Regions from separate parts of the Mus musculus genome. Here region 2 is linked to region 1. Evidence: chromatin contacts called from public Hi-C data. All regions are on one chromosome and are shown on one strand. The core of a region is the stretch at or near the end of the contact, and the rest is flanking DNA. Distances in the headings are between cores, read along the strand shown. Region 1 overlaps Fnbp1 (formin binding protein 1). Region 2 has its middle 15 kb from the start of Hmcn2.

Region 1 (6,487 bases), core at 1,100-3,599:
AGTGTGTGTATTAGTGTGTGTATGTGTGTGCGTGTGTGTATGAGTGTGTGTGTATGAGTGTGTATGCATGAGTGCATGTGCGTGTATGAGTGTGTATGTATGCATGTGTGTATGTATGTGTATGAGTGTGTGTGTATGTGTGTGCATGTGTGTGTATGAGTGTGTGTATGTATGTGTATGAGTGTGTGTGTATGTGTGTGCATGTGTGAGTGTGTGTGTGTGTGAGTGTGTGTATGAGTGTGTGCACGTGTGTATGAGTGTGTGTGTATGAGTGTGTGTGTCCCACAGTGCTCTTCAGGAGTTGGTTCTCTCCCTCAACTGTGTGGGTGCTGGCGACAGAGCTTGGATTGTCAGGCTTGGCAGCAGATGTCTTTACCACTGAGCCATCTCCTGACCCTTTACTTTTCTTGGAAATACAATTCTTCTGTGGTTCCAGTCTCAATGTATGGTCTCTCTTAGCCACAAAGAGTTTGTGCGGCTTCTCTCCACACTTCGAGAGGGGTGACAAGGCAGAACTCTCTAGATGTTTATTGTGTGTTCACTCCTCCCTCCCCTTCTTCCTTTTTCCTTTGTGTGTGTGTGGGGGGGGGCATGGTTGGGGGAGACAAAGTTTCACTCTGTAGTCCTGGAACTCATTTTGTGGCCTCCAACTGAGATCCGCCTGCTAGGACACAAGGTGCGCGCCATTGCCACCTGGGCGACCTTCTCTCTGGTCTAATCCTGAGGGCTTTTTGTTACATGACTCAATTTGAGGAAATACTGAAAAGTTAAATTATTGCCAGGTGTGGTGACTCTCAGCTTTAGTCCCAGCACTCGGGAGGCAGAGGCAGGTGGAGCTCCATGACTGTGAGGCCAGGCTTGTCTACCAATTCCAGACCAACCACAAAACAAAACAAAACAAAAAGGTTAAATTAGACTAGAATTCTCAATATAAATTCCAAAGAGCAGACCGGTTTCTGTGAGACTGTGCCTCCCATTTTTCTATGGTAAGATGACTTCTAAAAGTATGGTGGTGGGGGGGAACATCACAGCTGTAACACCAGCACTCAGGGTGATCGTTCACGCCCAGTGTGGGCAACACAGCAAATTCCAGGCCAGCCTAGGAGACAGAGAAAGACTCTCAGATCACCCCTCCCGGAAGTAAGGGCAATAAAAGCATAAAAGTTTTAAGAGTTTGAAGGTAGTTGCGTTGAAGCCATAACACAGATGTCTCCATTTTGAAGTTGGACAGGAGGTGGGCCTGAGTCTTTATGAAGGGAGAATTATAAGCAGTATGGACAGAGGAGTGGAAGCTGGGGTGTGGTTGATTTAGGTCCTGGGCATGGAATTAGAATCTCTCACTTTTTCCCACGAAGCTAAGTCCAGCATTTTACATTTGTCTTTGTATTTAGATATTCATGGGGGGGGGATTAGCTCACCAGTCGAGGTCAAAGGACAGCTTTCAGGAGTTGGGTTTCTCTTTCCACCATGTGGGCTCTGGAGATTGTCAGACTTGGCCGCAAGCACCTTTACCCTCTGAGCAATCTTGCTCACCCCTGATTTCAGGCTTTAGTTTTGATTCCTTTTGTGTGTGTGTGTGTGTGTGTGTGTGTGTGAGAGAGAGAGAGAGAGAGAGAGAGAGAGAGAGACAGGGTCTCACTCTGTAGCCCTGGCTCGGAACTCACTGTGAAGCCTGTGCTGGTTTGCCTTTTCATTGCCTTGGTAAATACCATAACCAAAATACCATAACCAAAAGCAACGTGAGGAGGAAAAGAGGAATTGCATCTTGTTACTTACAATCCGTGATGAAGGAAAGTAAGGACGAGAACTCGGAGGCCGCGGAGGGGTGCTGCTTACTGGGTGCTCCCCGTGGCTTGCTCAGCCTGCTTCCTTATACTACCATGACCACCTTCCCAGGGCTGGCACCGCCCACAGTGAGCTATGTCCTCCCATAGAAAACATCAGTTAAGGAAATGTGTCAGAGATAGGATGCTGTACATGCTGTTAATCCCAGCACTCAGGAGGCAGAGGCAGGTGGATCTCTGAGTTGAAGGCCAGCCTGGTCTGTAGAACAAGTTCCAGGACAGCCAGGGCTATACAGAGAAACCCTGTCTTGGGGGAAAAAAAAGTGGCCGGGCAGTGGTGGCGCACACCTTTAATCCCAGCATTTGGGAGGCAGAGGCAGGTGGATTTCTGAGTTCGAGGCCAGCCTGGTCTACAGAATGAGTTCCAGGACAGCAGGGCCATACAGAGAACCCTGTCTCGAAAAACCAAAAAACAAAAAAGTGTTGTGGGGCTGGAGCGATGACTCAGTGGTTAAGAGTGTGCTCTGCTTTGGCTGAGAACCAGAGTTTAGTTCCCCAGAACCCACAGCAAGCTCATGACTGCATGTAATTCCAGCTCTATGGGATCTGACGCTCTCGTCTGTCTTCCTCAGGTCCCTACAGAATACACACACATATACACGCACACACACTCACAATTAAAAATAAAATAGAATATTTTAGATGTCCATAGATCATGTGAGAGTGTGTGTATATGTGGTGTGTTTTAATGGTCTTAGATTATATGATAAACTGTTTTAAAGAGAAAAATTAAATTGAAGCCAAGAACCTCTGCCATTATTAAGCAAGAAGGTACTTTGCTCACACAATTGTCTGGTAATTATCTTAAGACCCTTGCCATGGGCAGCCTAGGACACAGCCACCCTAAGAACCCAGTTCTAGTGCTTGAAGCAGGGGCCAGGGGCGCAGATCTGCTGAGACTGGATACAGATGGGCGGCAGAGTGTTAAATTGCTTTACCATTTGAGGAAATAGTGTGTGTCTCCAGCTCGCCGCTCCTTCAGCTTTTGGACACATCTGGAATGACATGGTTGCGTGCTTCCTCTGCAGTCCCTGGGCAACTGAGTTGCATCTTTATTGAATGTGTAAGCATCTTTCTCGCTTGCCCCTAATTTTGTTTTGGATGAAAGTGTCTGACTAGTTCTCTGACGGAATCCTGCAGGACTCAGGAAGGCCATGGAAGGCAAGTTTTTTGGTTGTTTTTTTGTTTGTTTGTTTGTTTGTTTGTCCTGGAACTCACTTTGTAGACCAGGCTGGCCTCAAACTGAGAAATCCGCCTGCCTCTTCCTCCCGGGAAGGCAAGTTTCTTTCTTTCTTTTTTTTTTTTTAAAGATTTATTTATTATATGTAAGTACACTGTAGCTGTCCTCAGATCTTCCAGAAGAAGGCATCAGATTTCTTTACGGGTGGTTGTGAGCCACCATGTGGTTGCTGGGATTTGAACTCGGGACCTTCGGAAAAGCAGTTGATGCTCTTAACCACTGAGCCATCTCGCCAGCCCCCAGCAAGTTTCTTAAAGACAGCAATGGTGTGGTCCTGTCAGTACCTGGGACACCCATAGCCTGGCAGCAATCTAGAAAACAATAAAAAAAAAAAAAAAAGAAAGAAAGAAAGATCAAAAGAGGAACTAGGAACTAGTTGGTACAAATGCAGGAAATATATTTTGCAACTGCAGCTTCATCTTGGAACCTAGAAGAATTTAAAAACACTTTCTTTGCTTTTGGGGGTGGGGGTTAGGAGGAGGTTGAGACAGGGTTTCTCTGTTGTAACCCTGGATGTCTTAGAACTTGCAATGTAGACCAGGCTGACCTCAAACTCAGAGAGCCACCCGTCTCTGCCTCCTGAATGCTGGGATTAAAGGCATGTGCCACCACCACCACTACCCAGCAATGATTTATTTATCTTTAGGTACATTTATATTTAGGTACATTAGTGTTTTGCATTCATGTGTGTCTGTGAGAGGGTATCAGATCCCCTGGAACTGAAGTTACAGACAATGCCATGTATGTCATGGGAATTGAAACTTGGTCATTTGGAAAAGCAACCAGTGGTTTTTTGTTTTTTTGGCTTTGTTTTGTTTTTTAAGATCTTATTTACTATTATACATAAGTACACTGTAGCTGTTTTCAGAAGTGCCAGAAGAGAGCGTCAGGTGTGGTTGTGAGCCACCATGTGGTTGCTGGGATTTGAACTCAGGACCTTAGGAAGAGCAGTCAGTGTTCTTACCTGCTGAGCCTTCTCTCTAGCCCAATACTTGTCTTTCTTGAGACAGGGTATCACTCTTTAGACCAGGCTGCCCTCAAACCCACAGATCGGTTTTCCTCTGCCTACCAAGTTCCTGAGACACACCAAGCTAAAATACTTTTCATTTAAACCAAGAGAAATTTGTAGAAAACTAAAAGGAAAATCGTAGATATTGGTCTTTTATAAGTGGGTCCCTAAAAGATACTTTGTTATTCTGTGTTTGTTTCTGGGCTATAATCAGGGGTCAGAGCTGTGGAGACTGCATTTCCTTCTAAAAGCAAAGCTGCAGCTTTTGAGTTAATTTGCAAAAATATCCAGTGAACCCCAAACATTTTAGCTCCTGCAGGGGCAGGAAGCCGTCCACGGCTCAGAGAGTGTATCCCTGCCTTACTAATGGGAAGAGCGGAGGCAATTTACTTTATCTCTGAGGTTTCCTTCTTAAGGAATAGGATTATACACCTCGGGGGCTGTCTGAGGTCTCCGTGGCCTGTGATGAATGCTAAGTGGGGTGGCCTAGCCCTCTCCTACAGGACCACATGTGTGTGCCACGGATCTCACACAAAGGTCAGAGGACAGCTTTTGGGAGACAGTACTCTCCACTGTGAATTTTTCAGACCAAACTCAGGCCATCAAGCATACAAGTGTTTTACCCACTGAACCATTTCGCCAACCGACATTAGGTTTTTGAGAGCACAGTTTGCTAAGTAGCCCAGGCTAACCTCCAGCTCACAGTCCTCATGCTTCAGGCTCACAAATGTTGGGATCCAAGGCACGTGGCCACTACACATGGCTTTAATGCTCTGCTAATCAAGTGAATATAGGTGGCCTCAAGGAGTTGCAAGCATCTAGACGTTCAGAAGAGCACTCATTGGGCAAGTACTGCTTCGCACTAGTTAGGTCATAATAGATGCCTTCATGAGGACTCCGACTAAGAGAAGACACACAAAGAGTGTCGGATATGGATGGCGAACATTCCGTGAAAAGCAAGTGGCCTGTTAGTGTCATCATCACTGTGACCAAAGGCCTGGCAGAAACAGCTAGAGGGAGGAAAGGCTTTGCTCAAGGTTCTAGAAGTTTCTTTCTGTCCTAGCAGAATAAGCATGGTATAGAGGAGCAGCTCCCATCACAGAAACCAGCAAAAAGAGACCCAGACAGAGGGCAGGACAAGAGCTCTTCAGAAACAGGGACCTGCTTCCTCTAGCCACGCCTCACCTGAGACGGCCCATCCTCTCCCAGTGGTCTGCTCAAATGCTAACTCAATGGAAGGCTTAGTCCATTGGCTGTGCCAGAACCCTCATCTCCCTCTGTGGACAAGCCCTTGAGACTCACCCAGAAGTGCCTCACCTCATGGGTAGTTCTCAGTCCAATCAAGTTTACATTCAAGACTGACGTGGCACGGTGGTGTGATACAGTCTGTCTATACTCCTAGTACTTGAGATGCTGGGGCAGTAGGATTGTGAGTTTGAGGCCAGTATGTGCTACATAGTGAGTTGGAGGTCAACAACGGTCACATAGTAAGATTCTTTCTCAAAAAAACAAAAACAAAAATACCCACAATTTTGAAAGAGAGAGAAAGAGAAGATGATGGACTGTTGAGATGGCTCAGCAGGTAAAGGCATTAGCCACCAATCCTGTTGACCCGGGTTTAGTCTTAGGGACTCAACTCTCTCGCACACGTTGTCCACTGACCCCCATGTGTGCACTATGACACACACACATAACTTATATAGGAATAGACTCAAACAGGAAGGAGGGGAGGAATTGAAAAGGTGGCTTAGAGGCAGAGTGGCTGGGCCATGGAGAACTCTTGCACTACAGAAGGCCCACTGCACATGTGGCCTTGCAAGAGAGGATGGGGGACCCTGAAGCGTCTCAGAAGCTGGATGTAGGGTGATTGTGACCTTCTGGGATGCTCTGAAGCCCCTTCCTCAAAAAGCGTGCACTGAAAATGCATTAGTCTGAGCCTTCCCCATCATCATCATCCCACAGCCATACAAATGGAAAAGAATGGAGCTGAGAATGTGTTAAACGTCAGGTAGCCTACATGGGCATTGCCAGTATTGGGGGTTGGGACGGGAGTGGGGGGGGATTCTGTGCTACGTGGTCATGGGTCATGGTTCTTGCCAGGTGGCTCTACCACTGTGCTGCACTGAATAAACTCCTTGCTGTCAGCCAAGGCTCTTGATATGAGAGAAGCAGAAGAGAGTAAGTGAGCGGGCTACTAAAACCAACAAGTGGGAATCAGTACAAGGTGTGAAGATCCAAAACACAGAGGTGTAAACTAGCCTGGACCAGGCAGCCTAGGTTCCTTCTAAAGGAACAGCTATTACTCACCACCTACCCACCATGATGTTGATGCGATAGTTTGGCTAGGTATTAAATTCCAGGCTGACTTTTTTTTTTTTTTTTTTGGAAAGACAA
Region 2 (6,487 bases), core at 2,869-5,368, 220 kb before region 1:
ATCAATAAGCTAAGCGGTTACCTTGTTAATACATGGATCAACAGGATGGTCCAGTGGTTAAGACATTTTTGCTGCCAAGCTTGATAATCTGAGCTCAGTCCACTTGGTAGAAGGAAAGAACCAACTCACACAAGTTGTCTTCTGACCTACACGAATGAGCACAGCAGTGGGAATGTCCCCGGCCATGGCTGCCTCCAAATAGCATCCTCTTCTCTGGACCTGACACTGGAACCTGGATCTTCAATGCAAATCTAGGTACAGAGGCCTTGGGTGGAGAGAATCTGGCAACTGTGGTAATTTTGATGGTCATCTGGACAGAATAGTTGTATCACCATGGAAACAGATCTCTGGGCACATCTGCGAGGGATTTTCTAGACTACTTTAACTAAAGTGGGAAGATTAGCTGTAGATGTGGCACACCATCCCATGGGCTGGTGAGCTGGCTGGTTTATGTCTACTTGACACAAGCTGGAATCATCAGAGAGATGGGGGTGGGGTGGGGCTCAGTTGAGAGAATGCCTCTATAAGATCCAGCTGTAGGGCATTTTAATTAGTATCTATGGAGGGAGGGCCAGACCACTGTGGGTGGAGCCATCCCTAGGCTGGTGGTCCTGGCTGTAAGAAAGCTGGCTGCACAGGCCCTGAGGAACAAGCCAGTAAGCAGCATCCCTCCACGGCCTCTGCTTCAGCTCCTGCCTCAGGTTCCTGCTCTGCTTGAGTTAACACCCTGACTTCCTTTGATGGCGATGACACAGAAACATAAGCTGAACAAACCCCTTTCTCCCCAGGCTTCCTTAGTCATGGTGTTTCGTCACAGCCATAGAAACTTACTAAGACAGCTGGGGTCTAAATCAGGAGGAAGAGAGCCAAGCATTCGTGATGTGGACTACAGTTCAAGCAACCTCCTCAAGCTCCGGCAGCCATGGCTGCCTCTTCACAATGGACGGCACTCTAACTGGCACTGGAACAAGTCTTCCTTTTCTTGAGTGGCTTTTGTCAGATATTTTGTCACAGCCATGGGAAAGTGACTGATAAGACAGCATGTTTACTGGGCCTCCTCACATCACCTGGCTGAGGCCAATGGACAACTGCTTGAGGCGTGCACTTCATCTGCCTATCCTGCAAGAGAGGACATCGAGCCTCCATTTGGCCCACATTGGCTGTCACCCCACAGCCCACAGCTGGGCAGGGTGGAACTAGGACTGGACCCTAGAGAAGGAACATTAGCAGAAGAAGCCTTGTAAGAACCTGGAACAACTGTGGCGCCTTGGAAATGCCTCAGTGCACATCCAGGGACCCGCAGAACAGCTTTTCCAGGCCCCACCCTGCCTCTGAACTTCTGCCTCCCAGGCTGCCTCATGGTCCATCAGATTTCCTCCCATAGGAGAGGCCCATGCCCTGTTCTGGTACCTAGCCGGTCAGGAGCAAAAAGGCATGTATGGGTGTCAACGTGGTCTGGTTCAGGCAGAGAGACAGCTCCATGGATACAGTGTTGCTGGTTCAGGCAGAGAGATGGCTCAGTGGATACAGTGTTGTTGCTGGTTCAGGTAGAGAGATGTCTCCGTGGATACAGTGTTGCTGGTTCAGGCAGAGAGATGGCTCCATAGATACAGTGTTGCTGGGCAGGTGTGAGGTTTGAAGTCTGGGTCCAGAACCCCTGTGAATGGGTGGGCTTGAAGACAAGCTGGCTGTAATTCTAGTGTTTGGAAAGAGGAAACGGAATCTTCAGAGTAAGCTGTTGGACTAGCCATATCAGTGGGCTACCGGTTCAACTGAGAGACCCTGCCTCAAAGAATAAGGTGATGGGTGACTGAGGAAGACAGCAGTCATCAACCTCAGGCTCCCACATGCCCACACAGAAACACACATACATATCATGCAAAAAGGGCCAAGTAGGGCTGACAAGATGGCCTTGCCAGTCAGAGTTCTAACAACCCCAGGCCCACATCGGCAGAGGGAGAGAGCCAAACTCCTCCCAGCTGTCCTCTGACCTCTCTGTGAGTGCTACAGGACACCCCCTCCCAAATAAATAAATCGACACATAATCTTTTATGTGGTCTTCATCTCTTCATCAGTGGCATGGTGCCACCAGGCGTGAGCGGTTCCAGGAGTCACACATCAGCTTTGCCTTTGCACGAGAACAGCAGTGTCTCCTTAAGCGTCAACTCAGCCCCACAGTCTGGTGGAAAATCCCAAATTCTGACAAGTGCCAGCTCCAGGCGACCCCAGGGAGAGGACGTCACGCCAAAGGTGATGAATCACAGAGACAGTCAGGATTAGTGGCCAGCAAGCTTAGCCACATATCCCAGCTCTAGTGTCCATTAGCTGTGTGACCCCAAGCGAGTCACTAAACCTCTCTGGGATCCGTTGAGGACGGTGACTGTAGTCACCACATACAGGAGCAATGGCAGCAAAACCATGGATGGGGAGGGACAAACAGCTGCTGTGAGCTCAGAAGGTGACCGCACCAGTGGCCACCACATACCAGCACAAGGGCCCTGCTTCCTTCTGTCAGGTGGACTGCAAAAAGCAAATTCCAGGTCCAACCTGTCAGCAGCTCAGGTGTGTCCAGAAGGGACCTTTGGACCATGCCTGCCCAAGCTTACCATCACCATTCCTGTACTTCGGGGGCCTCACTCCCAGACACATCTACTTCTGCCCAGGACCCCCACACCACACCCACCCACCTCTGATCTCCCACCAGACATAGGATCTCCCCACAGTCCTCACTCCTTACTGCTCAGGTCCAGGACACCTGCAGAGACCAAAGGCAAAGACAGCTTGTCTGGAGCCTGGAAGCCCCTTGCAATGGCTGTCGACCCTCTTAAGAGCAAAGGCAGCTTTGTCTATAAAATGTGAGTGTAATACCAGTCACAGCCTCTAGAGGGTGTTCCTGCAAGTATTAAATGAGCTAAAGCGGAGAATCCGGGTACAGAAAGGATCTAGGGTCAGCTGTGAGTATCAGAATGACCACTCATTCATCTGCTAAATGTTAAAATGGGGACTTACATAGAGGAGCCATTCCACCAGGCTTCCTGGGAAGCACAGAGAAGAGGAGCTGTGTGCAAGGAGTGCAAGCACCCAGAAGTGATCACTCGTCTCCCTACCTTCTCCACCTCTCCCGTTGGAAAATTGGGGGGTCCAGGGGCTAATCCAGGACCAGCTCTTTGTGGTGGTTTGAATAGGACCCCCCCCCCCCCCGCAAAGGCTCATATATTTGAACACTTGCTTATCAAGGAGTGCCGATACGTGACAGAGATTAGGAGGTCCACCCTGGTTGGAGGGAGTCTGTCACTGTGGATACAGCCTTGGGATTTCAGATGCAGAGCTCTCAGCTCCCTCTACAGCACCATGCCTGCCTGTGTGCCACCACGCTAATAGATAATAGACTAAGCCTCTGAAACTCTAAGCCAGCCCCAATAAAATGTTTTCTTTTATAGGAGTTGTGTGGTTAAGGTTTCCCTCAGCAATAGAGCACTAAGACCTCCTCTATCCCAGGATTGTTCCAGAAGTCACCACCACTCCCACTCTTCCTGATTTTCCAGAGGCAGGGGGGCGGGGGGAGGGAGTGGATTTCAGGACTCAGGAATGGTTTGACCCCTGAGATCTGCAGAAGTGAGTGGCTAGCCTGGGGTCTCACCAGGGGAAAGGACACAATTTCTGAGACAGAAGATGAAACAGACCATGAGCCCTGGTCCCTGACCGAAGGGTCCCTACAAAGTCCTTCCTGGACACCTCCTGGTAGACTCCAAGTGGATACCCTGGCCAGTCCACAGCCACTAGATCCTAAGTCTCTCGGCAAAGCAGAGATGTCCCCCACGGGATCCTTTGTCCTGGAAACATCCATCCTCTGGACTTTAAAGGAGGCAGAGGATACCCTGGGGAAGGAGGAGAAAGGGAGACGGGGAAGGGAGGAGACAAAACAATGACCTGAAACTTCGTCCCACGCAGGTACAGTTGTTGTTTGTTTGTTTGTCTGTTTGTTTTTATTTAATCGTCTTGGCAAAGGAGAATTTACATGCAAATACTTAGAAGAGACATCGGATCGTTAAATCCACCCAAAGGCACACACAATCTTTTGGAGATGATCTAAATCAGACTGGTGACAGAGACCCGAGACGGCGTAGTCAAGACACGCGTGCATTTCTCTTCCTAGACAAACTCAGTCTTGGGCTTGTGTGGCGACGGGGATGGGGACGAGATCCCAGAAACGCTCGTTTTGTTTTTTGTTTTTTTGGAGTCTGGCCCAACGGACTCAAAGAGGGTGAAGCAAGTTTCTTTGCTCTCACTCCATTGGTTAGAACTGAACCACATGGCCGCCCTTGCCCAAGGGAGGCTGGGAAATGTAGTCCTTTGCTCCACACCCCGCCCTGATGAAAGGAAGTGCAGGAGGCAACAACTTTCCAAGAGCTCAGTTTCCCAAACTCAGAGGATTTTGATGCTCTTTCTATGCCCACCACTATGGCCAGAAGATAGCCAAGAGGACAAGGTGGATGGATGTCAGGCAGGGTGGGAGAGGGCAGACCGGCTGCTGAGGAGGGCAGGGAGGCAGTGACCACTGCAGGGATCCTCCTTTGAATCTATACCACCATCCCCACCTCCCGCTCCTCTCTGCCCGGTCCTGTTCACCCCAAGTGGTGCCCTGGGTATTTTGTTATGGTTCGACTGTGAGGTGTCCCCTGCAAACCAGTACATTAAACACTGGTATTGGTCCCTGCCTAGTGGTTCTGTTTTGGAGTTTTGTAGAACTTTTGGCCTGTAGACAGCTTAGCTGGCAGACGTGCCCTGGACCTTAGAGATTACTAATCCCCTTCTGGTTTGGAGGTAGTTCTCTGCTCCCTGGTTTGAGTAAGCCTGAGGAGGACCTGCCTGCACTCCCACCACCATATCTTCCCAGCCATGGTAGACTAAAATCTCACCACGAGTGTAAATAAAAATTTCTCCACTATGATGTTTCTGCCCTGTATATTGGAGTGAGGAAGGGGGAGGTGGAAGACTCCCACTGGGAAGGAAACCAGCTGAGCTACCATAGAGAGCTCACTCCCCTGGGAGGAGGGAGAATTCCTAGGTGAAACCAGCACAGTAAGTCACCCACTAAGGTCAAGGCCTGCCTGTCCAGGGCGATGTGAGGCAGGATGGATGTGCCAGCCAGTGCTCTCAGCCCTCAGAGCCCCTAAGCTGTCCCTCCAGATCTGCCAGCAGGCAGCCTCCACAGCAAGCATACCCATGTGCCTGCCCGGCTTCCCTTGCACCCTGCACAGCTATGCCTGTTACATGGGGCTGGGGATTTGAACTCAGGTCCTCATGCGTTCAGAGGAGGCATCCCACTACTGATGCATCTCTCAGCCCCATCGATTTTCGACGCTTCCATGGATGCAATATGGTTGGGCTCTGTAAGTGGCCTCCAGCTTCCACCTAGGGACAGTTCCTGAGGACTGAGACCCTCCTCGGTAACAGGCTCTCTTGAACAGAGACCATCAGTCACAAGCTCTTACTAAATCCTGCTCCACAGCTTGCTCATCAGCACAAGACAGGGGAGATATGATTGGAGACAGCCCACCACAACCCCTGCCGCCGCCACCAAGGGTCTCTGAGAAACGCAGGTCTCAGCCAAATCCCAAGAAAACTGCATTCCCAGTAAGATGCCAGGTTACGCTGACACGGCTGGGGGACCACACTTTGAGAAGCTTTGACCAGGTGACATCCCATAGGGTGTCTTGTTGGGCTGTCAGGAGGAGTGCAGCTTCCTCTGGCCCATCCCCAGCTGCTGAGAACCTAACTGGTTTGAGACTATGGGGAGAAGGTACAGCTGGAGGGGAGGTGGGTGGAGACTAGCCCTGTTGGGAGGAGGAGATACAAGGTTCTGACCTCTGACTTTCAGACCAACAGGCCTCAGGCGAATGTATGTATGTATCCACCCATATACAGCAGTGTGGCCCCTAGGTGACCCCAGCAGATGGGGTATGCAGGAGGGGGTGCTACAGGGTGAACCTGTGACCTGCTCACCTGCTGCTCCCTGGTCACCAGGGCACCCTTTTATTTTTTTAATTTACTTATTTATATATGTGAGTACACTGTCACTGTCTTCAGACACACCAGAAGAGGGCGTCAGATGCCATTACAGATGGTTGTGAGCCACCATGTGGTTGCTGGGAATTGACTCAGGAATGACAGAAGATAGATCAGTGCTCTCTCCAACCCCATCACCACTGGACTCTTAACCCAGCAAACTGAGTTGATACCTTGCATGGGCTTTCTCTGGGGTATCCTGAGCAGACCACACCCAAAGCGAGAGCAAGACTGTCCTGGGAGAAAGAAATCTAAAGCAGACAGAAACACAGAAACAGACAAAGCACCAGGCTCACACAGGGAGGTGGGGAGGTCCAGGAAGCATGTTTAATCGGCCAGACACAGACGACATACATCGGGAGCAGGGAGGAGACCCGGACATGCGACAAAGCCTATCACCCTTGGCCTGCACCACCAG

The links. A called contact is a pair of places that touch in the nucleus more often than the background predicts.
Region 2: a Hi-C map of pro-B cells shows a contact between it and region 1, with 3 times the contacts expected there. The contact joins two enhancer-like sites. A contact is called at or near these places in 1 of 15 datasets of contacts at CTCF or cohesin (the NIH/3T3 cell line), 2 of 484 Hi-C or Micro-C datasets (Th1 cells and pro-B cells) and 3 of 115 datasets of contacts at active chromatin or transcription factors (CD8 T cells, embryonic stem cells and memory CD8 T cells).

Annotation. Positions count from the first base shown.
Region 1 is chr2:31,072,368-31,078,854 of GRCm38.p6, reverse strand. The region is part of intron 6 of Fnbp1 (formin binding protein 1); the gene reads left to right. Among named protein-coding and RNA genes, the nearest start is that of Fnbp1, 66 kb to the left of the region's middle. Within about 2 kb of position 2,349, at least 86 of the 459 cell types and tissues checked have an H3K27ac peak or open chromatin away from gene starts, as enhancers often do. A contact at or near this core is called in pro-B cells, where this site is marked.
Region 2 is chr2:31,295,877-31,302,363 of GRCm38.p6, reverse strand. It overlaps a transcript of Ncs1 not described here. Among named protein-coding and RNA genes, the nearest start is that of Hmcn2, 15 kb to the left of the region's middle. Within about 2 kb of position 4,118, at least 129 of the 459 cell types and tissues checked have an H3K27ac peak or open chromatin away from gene starts, as enhancers often do. A contact at or near this core is called in pro-B cells, where this site is marked.